Regions from separate parts of the Hordeum vulgare genome. Here region 2 is linked to region 1. Evidence: chromatin contacts called from public Hi-C data. All regions are on one chromosome and are shown on one strand. Each heading gives the region's core, a stretch centred on a gene start, on an enhancer-like site or on the middle of the called end of the contact. The rest is flanking DNA. Distances are from core to core; before and after follow the strand shown.

Region 1 (6,543 bases), core at 2,321-4,820:
GAGTGTGCTGCCGAGGCCGCACCTTCTGTTCCCATGATTGCCTCCCTGGGCCGTGGTCTTGAGAGCTTGCGTGTCACATCAGAGGAAACGAGGCAAACAAGGAGCCAAAATGTGAAGGAAGCTTTGCTAACATTGTTGCGCAGCTTAAAGAAATGAGAAAAGCAAAGCCACAATAATGTACAACTGAAACTGTATAGATTTTATCATGCAATTTTGTCATTAGAGCGAAGCTTTCATACCACCTGTACAGTACATGTTTCTTGTTCTTACTGATATAATGAAATTCTCATGGTATGCTACCGTGTACACTTCTTGCTTGAGCTTAGAGAGCATGGGAACCAGATTGGATCATTTGTGTTTGATCTTCTGTACATAAAAGTACAGAGCATACACATAATTTGATGTTCTATGTTTTAGTAATTTATTGGTTCCCAGTAAGATTACCTGGTACAAGATCTGAGTGAAACACTTTGTTGCTAGTATTGTTAGAGGTAATACACAAACAGTAATGCTTCTCTTCTGGAATATTTTCTCATGAGCAACATAAGGGTTGGTGATGCAATTTATTTTTTTCTTCTGGGATCATATTTACCTTCTACTCCCTCCGTTCCTAAATATAAGTCTTTTTAGAGTTTTTACTAAGGGACTACATACGGATGTATATAGACATTTTAGAGTATAGATTAACTCATTTTGCTCCGTATGTAGTCACTTAGTGAAATTTCTTGAAAGACATATATTTAGGAACGGAGGGAGTATATGTCTTGTGCTTAGCCAACATTTCTGATCTCCCCTTTTTATTCTCTGGGCTTGCATTTCGAGATTAACCAGGCATATTTTGATTGCCATAGATGTTTTGTTTATTCATTGTTAATCTTGAGCCAAGGAAAAGTAGGTAGCAGCATCAAGTTGATATGCATTTAATGATGTACATACTTGCATTTAAACATCTGTCTCGCGATTACAAATCAATGTGAAAGAAAACCATCCCGGGTGATCTCTTAGTTGCTATACAAAAGTAACGGCCCTCCCCCAGCTAAAGCAGTACATTCACATTTCTGTTCATACTGCTGCTGTTTTAAGGGTGAGAAAATCAGAAATTTGGTTTGTGTAGAAATCTGGCTGGATCGTGTTGTCGGGGCTCTGAAGCATCTGCACGGAAGTCACACCTGCAGAAGGCAGCCGACCAAGGTTAATGCCGATGAGAATTCAGCACACCATGCACTGGAGTTCAGGGTGAATAGTATGATCAAGATACCTGAAAGAACCAGGAGAGTTTTGCAGCCTCCATTTTGCCCAAATAGAACGTCAGTATCCAAACGGTCACCTACCATGCATATCTGAGATGTTGTGATTCCAAACCTGCCACCAAAATGAAGAAAGGTGAAACATCTCAAAACTATTCTTAGGCATCAGCTTTTGCTTCACACATTCTTCCTTGCAGAGTTCTGGAAACGGATTCATGGAGCTGGATTGCTGCTGAGACAGTTAGCCTCTTACTTCTTTGCCAGGTAGTCCATCATGAATGTCGACGGCTTCCCGACGACGAGCGGTTCTTGTTTGGTTGAACCAAGAACAGCACCGACCATCGACCCGCCACCTGGGCCAAGGCAAATGTTCATGATTTGAGCAAGGGACGGTGGTATGTATCCTTCGAAGTATCAGTATGTATAAAGAGTTCTTTTTAGCTGGCATATATAAAGAGTTCTTTTTAGCTGGCATATATAAAGAGTTGGAATGGCCGACTAACCTGCCCACTCCTGGGCATCAGTGAGATGGGTGACAGCGTCCCTGTTTGTTGCAATGAAAAGGCACCCAGGATTCTCACGTATGCAGAGTGTCCCGTACCTTACGAAGTAGATTAGCGATAAGTTTACATATGTGGAACTGGTAACACCAAACTTTTGTAGATTACGAAGAGCTAGCATGTGATCTTGCTTCTACACGTGTTTAATCAAATGAGTGTGTTTTCAGTGTGTCTTAATTGAATCATTTATATCCAACCTTATTTTCATTGTCTGTTTTGTTGTCTAAGTTTATTATTTCTAAGGCGAGAGAGGAGAGAACGAGGATTTACTTACTGAACTTTGTAGTAGTTAAAATAGCGATCAAATCCCACTACAACTGCTCCAACCTGTGTAAATCCATTTTATTACTGCAGTGGTGCCACTTCGTAACTCAAGATCAGAAGAGGAAGTTTGATTATACTTACATCTTTGTCATGCTCCATGTAGAAGCCAGGCTTCAGCTCTATCTTCTTGTCACCGTCTGTCTGCAAGAGCACGGGGATACAATCTAAGTCGTGTAAGTTTGTCCAAACTCTCGTCCACTCAGCTGATGCTGATTAGCATGCAACATTGGCTAAACCACCTACTACTATAATAACATGCTAAAACGAAAACATGATCTTGGTCTGTTAAATAATCATGAATATCACAGAGAAAGGAGTCACTCTTTGTTACATACAGGTCCGCCGAGGTACTGAAAGCCAGCCAGCTCGAGCTCCTTGAGGATCCCTTCCTCTCCAATCACGTAAACCTGGACCATAGAAATACTTAACCCTGCTCTTGATTTTTTGGTGCTAAATCATGTGTGCCAATGCAATACAATGCAATGCAGCCAGATTTTCTAATGATGTTGACTGATGTACTACCTTCTTGTCTTTGGGGAAATCGATGGACTCCAGGTATGCGGCAGCTGCGAAGGACGAAGCAAATATCTCTTCCTGCACATTGACCGGCCATGCCTCGTCAAGTCAATTAGCAGGAGCATAAATTGTCAAGGGAGACAGCAGTTGATGACAGGCATACCTCGTTGACACTGAGCCCGAGCGTCTCGAATTTCTTCCCGTACTGCTTCCTCGACTTGGTGGAATTGTTGGTCACGAACACCAGCCTCTTGCCCTGCAGCACAGCAACAGCTTGATGAAACCAGCAAGAACCCATATGAAGTGTGAGAAGATGATCCATTCTGCGAATCTACCAGAGCCATTACAGTTCATAGCAGACCTTTGATCTGAGCAGGTCGAGCGTCTCCGGCACGCCGTCGATCAGCTTGTCGCCCTTCCAGATCACCCCTACGCGCCACAACGACAAGAAGAAGAGAGCAGCCAATTCATTCAGGAAAAGCTCCAGCAAACTGGTAACTAGACCTTGAGCGATTGATCAGTCTCTCACCATCGCAGTCGAATATGAACGTCTCGACGGAGTCGATGAGCGCCTCGGCGTCCTCCAGCTTTGCCGCCGGGACTGCCGCCGCAGCCGCCATCACGGGCCGTCTGGGGGCGCTGTTCGGCGATGCCGTGGCTAGGACGCCGCCCGTGCGCTGGCTCCTCCCGAAGGACGCGGACGGCGGCAGCGTCTGTGACGACGGGGTAGGGGTGGAGGAGGTGGAGGCGAGGAAGCTGGGGGAGGCGCGAGCCAGGAGCATCGCTGCTTCGATGCTAGTACGTTTTTCTTTGAAGAGGATCGGGTGGCGTTTGGTTGGTGTGGTCTCGGTTTGGGCGATGTAACGGTATATGCCTATGTGGCTGTGCCATGGATGAACATTTCTCGTGTCCCGTCTGGTTGGTGTGGCGCGTCCATGGCTTGCGGATTTGTGGCTGGCAAGGCAAAGGGGAGGGATTGGGGCTAGTGTTGCTGTGGTTGTGGTTCGAGATAGTGTTTGCACTCGTGCAAAGGTCGGGAGAAAACGAAACCGCCGAATTAACAAGGGAAATGATTCTTCAACCGACCAACTTTAAGCGAGAGTCCACCGTATCCGTGCCTGTTGGATGGGTTCCGTTAAATGGTCATGAACCAACCCCTCCGTATCCACGTTCTACAACTGCTTCATTGTTTTTGCAACCAACCCTGCAACGTGTAAAAAAAATTCTTGTAGCACGACCCATGTTACAAAAACAAATCCGACAACACAACTCATATTACATAAAAAAATCCCGCAACATGATTCATGTTGTAAAAGAAATCCATAACATATGATCCATCTTGCAAAAAGAAATCCGGCAACACGACCCATATTGTAAAAGAACCCGCAATATAATCACCATTGCAAACGTCTCTGCACAAGAGATCTGTTACGAAGTACAATTGTTAGATCCAACGGCTCACTAGGCGGTGAATCTTTCTAAAAGATTCGCCGGCTGAGACGTAGCACCCCAATTAATAACTACTCCTCGGTTTTTAAATATGAGTCTTTTTAAAGATTCCACTATAAACTACATACAGATGCATATAGACATAATTTAGAATGTGGATTCACTCATTTTGTTCCGTTTGTAGTCCGCAATGAAATTGCTAGAGAGACTTATATTTAGGAACGGGGAAGTAGGAAAAAAGTGAAATTTGACTACAACATGATGTTTGGATCGAGTATTTGCTATCTATTCATGCCAACTAGCTGTTACATGGACCGTAATACTTCTTTTTCCATAATGCGACTACGGCTAGAAAGAAGAGGAATAATATTAAGAAACTTCTGGATGACACCGGGGTTTGGAAGCAAGGTACGGAGTTGGAAGATCACATTGTCAGTTTCGTAACCGAGTGAGGAAATCTTATCCCTCTTTTGGAGAAGAGTGTCCATTGAAATGAATAATGCCTTCCTTGTTCCTTACACTGCTGAAGATGTGTGTAAGGCTTTATTCGCCATTGGCAATTTGAAAGCTCCGGGGCCTGATGGTCTTCACGTTATTTTTTATAAGACATTTTGGCCTATGTTTGGGAACGATTTAATTGAAGAGGTTGTTAGGCCATATTTATTTCTTAGTGGTTTTGATGATTGATGAAAATGCATTTACGGACTAATCGTATGCATTAAGCCTTTCAGATAATTTACATATGGCACAAGACGATTCTTGCCCCTCGGTGGATAATAGCGAAGACGGTTATTTTTCTGCATTTCGTTTTCGGTGAAATTGAATCGTAGGGGAACCGTACTATTAAGAGGGGGTACACATCGGAAAGGTTTGGGTGGAATCAACACTACCCTTTCGTTTGCATCCTTGTTCCTTCCTCACATCAATGGAGTTGTTCCAACTATGCCTCTGTTCTTGTCCTCAAGGAACCAAGCAGTAGTACCGCCTACTCTGTAAGCGGTAGTACCGCCCCCGGGCAGTAGTAGCGCTGCCCAGTGCCGTGCACGGTACCGATGGCTCTCGAGTCTTGACTTTTTGTGCCAGACTGAGCGTTTGTTGGGACGTTAGTACGACGCAGTAGTACCGCCTTCAAGTGGTACCGCCTATTACTATGCTCCACTACCGCCCTTCCTTCTGGTCTTGGGACTCTGAACGGACTCTGGGCAGAAATAGGGCGAGGCACTACCGCCTATAAGCGGTAGTACCTTTGCTTCTGCCACTGCCCTGCGTTCGAGGGCCTGTACATTGCAACCCCAACGTTAGTACTACTGGGGCGAGCGGTAGTACCGCTCCGGCGACACTACTAGCTCGTGGCTGTGTGCCATTGCCTGTGTAGCTGGCGCAACCACCCAAGTGGTAGTACCGCTCCCATGAGTGGTAGTACCGCTTATGTGCCGGCTAAGAGGGCCTAAGGTTGGATTTGTTCTCCCACTATATAAAGGGGTTTCTTCCCCAAGAAGACCACCTCTTCCTTCCCTAAGCTTCATTGTTGCTCCAAGCTTCATTTTCGCCCGATCTCTCTCCCTAGCCAACAAAACTTGTTGATCTTTTAGGGTTTGGTTGAGAAGGGCCCTGATCTACACTTCCACTAAGATAAATTTGATTCTCCCCACTAATCCCTTGCGGATCTTGTTACTCTTGAGTGTTTGAGCACCCTAGACGGTTGAGGTCACCTGGGAGCCACAATCCATTGTGGTGAAGCTTCATGGTGATGTTGGGAGCCTCCAATTAAGTTGTGGAGATTTCCCCAACCTTGTTTGTAAAGGTTTGGTCACTACCTTCAAGGACACCACTAGTGGAATCACAACATATCACATTGTGTGAGGGCGTGATGATAATACGGTGGCCCTAGTGGCTTCTTGGGGAGCATTGTGCCTCCACACCGCTCCAACGGAGACGTACTTCCCCTCAAAGGGAAGGAACTTCGGTAACACATCCTCGTCTCCACCGGTTCCACATGTGGTTATTTCTTAGCTTTACTTTGTGCAAGCTTTACTTGTGGTGTATCCTTTGCTTGCTTGTATTGTTGTTGTTGCTAGAATCATATAGGTTGTTTACCTAGTTGCATATCTAAACAACCTACTTGTTGCTAAATCTTATTTGTTAAGAAAAGTTAAAAATTGGTAGTTGCCAATTCACCCCCTCTAGTCAACTATACCGATCCTTTCAATTGGTATGAGAGCTACGTCTCTTTTAAAGGCTTAACCACCCAAAAGAGTATGGTTGACGAAGTAGGTGATGGAAGGAGAACTCTGCGTGTGCAGTTGGGACCGTTGTCACCCATGATGATTTGAATGAGGACATCGCCTCTCTTAGATCATCCATGGTTGACGAGGTCAAGGACATGCTGAATAAGTTCCTTGAGAACCTTAAACTCCCCACCGATCCAAAGGATTTAGTTAATCCAT
Region 2 (6,897 bases), core at 276-2,775, 530 kb after region 1:
CATCTTGAGGAAGTAAAAGTGTTCTTCAGGTGTAAGAACCTCAGGATCATGTGTAGGTTCTGAAGGATCATTTGGCTCAATTTTCTTCAAAGCTGCAAGAAGTCGTTCTTCCTTCTTTCGAGCCTTTAAGGGAAAAATATATAAAGAATAAATCAACAGTATAACAATATAGTTACGAGAATTTTTAAACAGCGGAGTGCATAAAAAAGAAACACGTAGATTCATCGTAATGTGAGAGCAACGGCAGAAAGATACATTTAAAAATCTAATAACATATCCCACCTTCAAGGCTGGAAGTTCAGCTTGCTACGTCAAGTGAAAGTCAAGCAAATTTCATTCTTTTATGCCTTTTTTTCTGACCAAGATCATTATTTTATGGATGAAAAATTCCTCATGAATTAAAAGATATAACAATACAAAGAGACATGTCTATAGCAACTTACTAGCTTCAATTTATACAAAATCTTCTCCTCTGCAGTCATTCTCTGAAATTCCCTTTCCTTTTTCCATCTCAACGATTTCAAAAACCTTGTTACGGCCCTCTTCCCTTTAAGTTTTTTCCTCTTTGCTTTTGGTTTGCCACAATCATCAACAGATACGATGGCCCCAGGATTTTGCGGACCCATTGCCATATCTTGATTTTGACTATTAACAGGTCGACTGGTATGGACAGAACGGCATGTTTGAAGGTTATAACTTCGTGGACAGCTGAAGAACCTTGCGTCTTGACAAAAAACCTTATGGAAAGTATAACTGCAACAGCATCAGTACTCCGAAATAACAGAACTGTTACATTATTGTATTTGCCTAACGAGAACCACCCCCAAGAGCTTAACGTGTTCATTAGTGTGCGTGCACATACAAACACAGTTAAAACACAGAGGCAAAAACATAGCAAGATGAAAACAGTGAACTGTGCTAACAGTTCACGTCATTGGCATTTCATCGAACATTTCAACCTCGCTATTGTTTCTGAGCAAACCTACTGCATCAATAGCACAAAGCACAAGCCCTGGTCACCAAAACCTCCCGAAAATGGCTTACTGAGCCCCATTGACAGCTTAGAATAAGAATCAGCGGGCAAGAAAGGGATCGACAGGTTTGTGTCTTACAGCGGAGGTGGTGGGCTGAGCCTCACTGTTTCGTGGGAAGGCGCCGTCGCATCTACGCCACCGGACGAGGGGAGAGGCGGCGGAGGTGGTGAAGGCTGGAGGCGCCACCTCCTTGTGGCCTGCCGGAGCAAGAGGAGTCGACTGGCCATGCGCGCCCGTAGCACCGTACAGCGAGAGTTCGAGATAGCCCGTGCGAGCGCGGGCGCGCGTGTGGTTGGGTGGGATAGTTCCGGGGGCCTCGGGGGTAGCGCACGGGCCGACTCAGGTGGAGAGCCGGCGTGGCGCTGTGCCGGTACGCATACGGGCTTGGTGAGTGGTGAATGGCGACTCGGCGAGTGGGCACTGAGCGTGCGCGAGAGTGCGGCGGGCGAATCCTGCGGGGAAGAAGAACGGGGACGACGCCTCGCTCGCGTGGGCTCCGCTTTGCAGCATGGGCGAGATGAAGCGGAGAAGCGAAGTGGACTGGCCACTGGACTGGGCCAGTCACGCATGGTATGCGTGAGCTGGGCTTGGAGCACTTTTGTGTTTAACGTGCAATTTCAAAAGATGTATGCAATTTCCTTTTTTTTCTCGAGGAGCATGAAAGTGTTTGCGTTTCATTGCATTGGAAGGAGGATATAGGGGGTACAACCTTCAAAAGGAGGGATACAAACACGAACACACACGTGCATGCCGCACACACGCAACGGCCATCCACGACAAATGACTACAATTAGGTGAGGAGGTGCCCTCAACCACACACACACAAGCAACGAACATTAGGACTTGCCCAGCCTTGCTCGAGTCAAAAATGGCAAGGTATCGAGGCTCGAAGCAACAGGGGCAGTGTCGCTGTTATTGCCACACACCTCTAGGAACAATTGCAGCTCCAAGCCTGCCCAAGCCGACGTGCCTCGCACCCGAGTGCCACAGTCAGCGGGTGAGAGGCAGGGCCTGATTGGAACTGTCATAGCATTCGTAGGGGAAGCATCGACGTTGGCATACATTGCGACCTGGTCCTTGTGTAGCAGTCTATGCCAAAGCGATGCATCACCAACCACCGCCTCCCGCATCAAGTACTCCACTTGTAGCCAAAAGCAGGGCCTTCAAGAGGGGGAACATCGTCGAGACACCACTGCTACCCGGTCCAAGGCAAACCTAGGATTTCTCCCGGTGCTGGAGGAGGAGGTCCGATCAAGGTCATGCCAAATGCCTTCAAGGAGGCGACGACACCCTCAGGCGTCGCTGTTGACAGCAGAGGTCATCGTCGTGTGGGGATTTTGCCCCAACCCATGAACGAAAACCTCGGATGTTGTGGCAGACTGGGCATGGCGAAGAATTATCGGAGAAGACCAACACGCATGGGGGAAGCCTAGGAACGTTGTCGTCGCAGGAGTGGGCACCGACGAGTGCAACACCAGCAGGCCAACCACTGTTGGGAGCGTGCCAACCAAGCGTCAGCAGCCACCTGCAACGCATCGTCGTTGCGCTGGTCCAAAGCCTCCGCCGCCAGGATCAACCAGGGCACGACGGAGCAGCAGTTGTCAGGGTCACTGCACGCATGCTTACCAACCCAACGGCAACCACTCGCGGTGGTCGGGAGGGGTTGGAAGAGGGAGAAGGGTGGGTGGGGACACTGTGATTGTCGCTAGCCTAGGGCCGAAGATGTATGCAATTCCAACATGTTTTAAAAAATGTATGCAATTTCAAAAATGTTAGCAATTTCAACATCTTCCAGAAAATGTATGCAATTTTAAAAAATGTTCATAAATTTAAAAATGTGCACGAATTTTCTGAAAAAATGTTTCACGATTTCAGAAAAATGTTCACGTATTTGTAGAATATTCATGATTTCTACAAATATTCACATTTTCAAAGTATGTTAATGAATTTCAAAGATGATTGCAAATTTAAAATTTTGAAAAATAGGAAATAAAAAGAAGAAGAAATAAAAGGAAAAGGAAAAACAAAAAAGTAAAGTAAATACAAAGCAAAAACGAAATAACGAAAATAAAAAAAAGTTCAGGGTTCTAAAACCTTCCCAAAACCGATGAACATAAAATCTGACAATGGCCCAGCCCATATAAACACACAACGCGTGACCGGAGTACGGGGAGCTTCGGGAGGTCCTATATGGCACCTACAGCACCTGATAAGCAAACCGACGCCTGCAGCGTTCCTTTTCGTGGGCCGGCCCTTGTAGAATGTGTTGCTTCTTAGAAATAAAAACAATTTATAGGATTTCAAAAAATCAGATTTGCTAAAAAGTTCAGTTATTATAAAAATAAATCACTGATTTTTGAAATATGTTTATGTATTTTAAATAAGTGGGCAGAATTAAAAAAAACATTGATTTTCGAAAAAAGTTCATCGATTTTGAAAAAAAGTTCATCAATTTATAAAAACAATTCATTGATTATTTTTAAAATTGACGAAATTTAAATTATGTTTACAGATTTTCAACAAAATTCATCAATTTTAAAGAAAGTTCATCGGTTTTCAAAAAAGGTGACCAATTTTAAAAAAGTTCATCAATTGGAAAAAAGTTCACAGGCTAAAATATAGATCGGATCTCTAAATGGATTGGCCCATGGCGGAACGCTGCAGGCGCCGATTAGCAAAATTGGCCTTTAAGCAGCGTGATGCTAAAAGTCTGTTTGGGACTGCTCTACTCCATAAAATTCATCTCCGCTCTAGAAAACATAAGCCAAACGGGGTAGCTTCACGATATAAAACTCCACAAAAAAACTAAAATCTAGGGTCCAACTTCTTGTTTTTTATGAAGCTCTCTAGGAGGTGCTCTATAAAATATAGAAGCTAGAGTTGGAGCGAAATTACCCACCACTGCCACCCATAAGTGGATACCCCTTCGTTTCTCCCCTCTCATCCAATCAAATAGATCCTTTCCACCAAATTTTCCATTCGTGAAGCTAGAGCTGGATAAAAGCCAAATGTTCTCTTTGAAAGAGCTACAACTTTCGTATGAAACTGCTCCAAAATGAATTTGATGGAGCGGAGCTTCTTTTGATGGAGCAGAGCGGTCCCAAACAGGGCCTAAATAGGGTTTCCTGGGGGGAGCTCCTATATGCCGTTCTTTGCGGGGAATCGAACTCACGACTAGCTGCAGAATTGTTCAGATTGCTAGCCATCGCGAGAGGCTGGTACTATTGCACAACATGCACTGTCATTATAAAAGAAACGGAAGCAAACAGCAAAACATAAAAAAATCACAAAATACTAAAATGTGTGACAATAAGATGGATAGAACACAAAACCTCCAGCGAACATTTGAATTTCGCAATGCAAAATATATTTCGAATTCTGAACATTTTATGAAAATACGAACAAGTTTGGAAACAGAGACATTTTTTGAATTGATAGAACCAAGTTTTCGAACGAGAACAAAATTTTAAAAACCGCACTTTTTTGAGTTTGTGAACAAATTTTGAGACATGAATGATTTTTGAATTCACGAACAAATTTAGGAAACAGGAACATTTTTTCAAATTTCAGATCATTTTTCTGGAAAACCCTAAATATTTTGATAAAATTTCCAGAATTTTTGTTCAAATTGTGGAACATTGTTTTTCAAATTCTGGAACTTTTTTCCAAATTCTAGATTCATTTTTAAATTCTGGAACATTTTTCCAAATTCCGAAACATTTTTCCCAATTATGGAAGATTTTTGCAAATTCCAAACCATTTTTAAATTTCGGGTCAATTTTTTAAAATTCCAAATGATTTTTCAATATCCAGAAAATTTACAAACTCCGGAATATTTTTTCAAATTCCGAAACATTTTTAAAAATCTGGAACATTTTTTAAAAAGAAAGAGAAAAAAAGAAACAAAAGGGAACAAATAAAAAATACATAAACAAGATAAACCGGTTCAGTGAATCTTCTAAAAAGTTTTCAAAACCAGAAAAACCGATTGGAAACCTCTAGAAGATTTCAAAAACAGGATCAATGAAATAGTTAATGGGCCGGACTAAATCCAATCGCTCGCTCGCACCTCCTGTGCGAAAGGTCAGCAATCTGCCGTAGAATGTGCAGATAGGATTTTCCTTTTCCGTGAGCTACTACATGTCAATGAGTCCTCGCACGCTCACGGGTCGCCCCAACTTTTTCCATTTTGATAACAATCTGATAAATTTTTTTCTCATAACAATCTGATTTTATTTTTTCTCATAACAATCTGATAATGTTTGTCTCATAACAATCTGATAACTTTTTTTTCATTACAATCTGATAATGCTTTATAATTTTTTTCTCATAACAATCTGATATATTTTTTCTTTTTTCCTGTTTCTTTTTTCCATTTCTTGTCCTTTCCTATCATTTTTGGATTTTGTTTTCTTTCTTTTCCCTTTCTTATTTTTTTATGAAAACGAACAAATGTTGAATTTCACATTATTTTTTAAATATGAATACTTTTAAAATGGATAACAAATTTAAAGTGTTAACAAAATTATAAAGCATGAATATTTTTTGAATCCTAGATCTAATTTTAAAACCGAGAAGAATGACAAAAACTCGTGAACAAATTTGGAAGCGTGAACTATTTTTGAATCTTGAGAATAAAATTTTGGAAAATCCCAAACTAATTTAAAAAGCGCGAATAAAATCTTAAAGCACAAACATTTTAAATATTGAGAATTTTTTTTGAAACCAAGAACAAATTTGAAAAAATTCAAAACAAAATTGGAAGCGCGGATATTTTTTAAAAACAAGAACAGTTTTCGAATCTTGAGAACAAAATTTTAAAAAGGACAATAATTTCAAAAAACCCAAACAAATTGGAAACACGAATATTTTTTAAAGCACAAACGTTTTTTGAATCTTTACAACAAAATTTTAAATTGAGAACAATTTTGAAAAATGCGGAACCTGTTTGGAAACGCGAACGTTTTTTAAAACCCCGAACATTATTTGAAGTTGTGAATGTTTTTGAAAGACAACAACTACTTAAAAAATTCCATTTAGAAAAAACTACAAAAAATGTATTACATTTAGAAAAAACTAAAAGTTTTTGAGAATCCAGAACATTTTTTGAAACAGAAACAGAAACAAAAGAAACAATAAAGAATAAATGAAAAAAGTTTTAGGGAATCTATTACAAGTATCTCAAAATAAAAAAAAACGGCTAAAACCTCTAAAAGGTTCCCAAAACCTCTGAAAATTTTAATCATGCAACAGAAAAATGTTAAATGTGTACAGAAAGATATTAATAATTTATACAAAAATAAAGAAGTTTATTTATCATCAATATAAAATGTTAATCAAGCATTTGCAAAAAACGTTGAACAAATATTTTGAAAAATTCATCATTCATTTGAAAATGGTTAAATGTGTATAGAAAAAATGTTACCAATGTATTGATAAAAATGTGATTTTTTGAGCATGTATATAAGCATTTTAATCAAACATTTAATTTTTTTGAAAACATGTTAGAGGTGTATAGAAAAAAAGTTATCAATGTATTAAGAAAATGATCACGTATTTAAATAAAATATCAATGAATTAAGAAAATGATGATGTATTTGATCATGTATATAAAAATGCTTATCAAGCATTTGGCAAATATTAAGCGTGTATAGAAAAAATATGCACCATGTGTTAAACAATGATGAAAAAAAAATTACTGTATACAAAACTGTTAATCAAACATTTATCATTTTTTAAAAGGTTGAACAAATATTTCAAAAATGTTAATAAAGCATTTAAATTTGACTTATATGTGTATAGAAAAAATGTTGACCATGTATTAAAAAATATGAATTCTTTATCGTTTAAACTAAAATGTTCA

Evidence for each region. A called contact is a pair of places that touch in the nucleus more often than the background predicts.
Region 2: a contact with region 1 is called in a Hi-C map of seedling, with 4 times the contacts expected there. The contact joins the promoter of LOC123427094 here to the promoter of LOC123427089 in region 1. A contact is called at or near these places in 2 of 6 Hi-C or Micro-C datasets (leaf and seedling).

The regions. Positions count from the first base shown.
Region 1 is chr2H:538,655,813-538,662,355 of MorexV3_pseudomolecules_assembly, forward strand. LOC123427089 (phosphoglycolate phosphatase 1A, chloroplastic-like) reads right to left here and starts at 3,571. Exons shown (of 11, transcript XM_045111043.1): 1 at 3,177-3,571; 2 at 3,009-3,076; 3 at 2,811-2,903; 4 at 2,654-2,725; 5 at 2,467-2,538; 6 at 2,213-2,272; 7 at 2,082-2,134; 8 at 1,751-1,848; 9 at 1,501-1,600; 10 at 1,259-1,362; 11 at 897-1,169. The coding sequence starts at 3,429. The coding sequence ends at 1,063. LOC123427088 reads left to right here. Exons shown (of 1, transcript XM_045111041.1): 1 at 1-294. The coding sequence ends at 156.
Region 2 is chr2H:539,188,500-539,195,396 of MorexV3_pseudomolecules_assembly, forward strand. LOC123427094 reads right to left here and starts at 1,526. Exons shown (of 4, transcript XM_045111050.1): 1 at 1,113-1,526; 2 at 444-753; 3 at 1-123. The coding sequence starts at 1,261.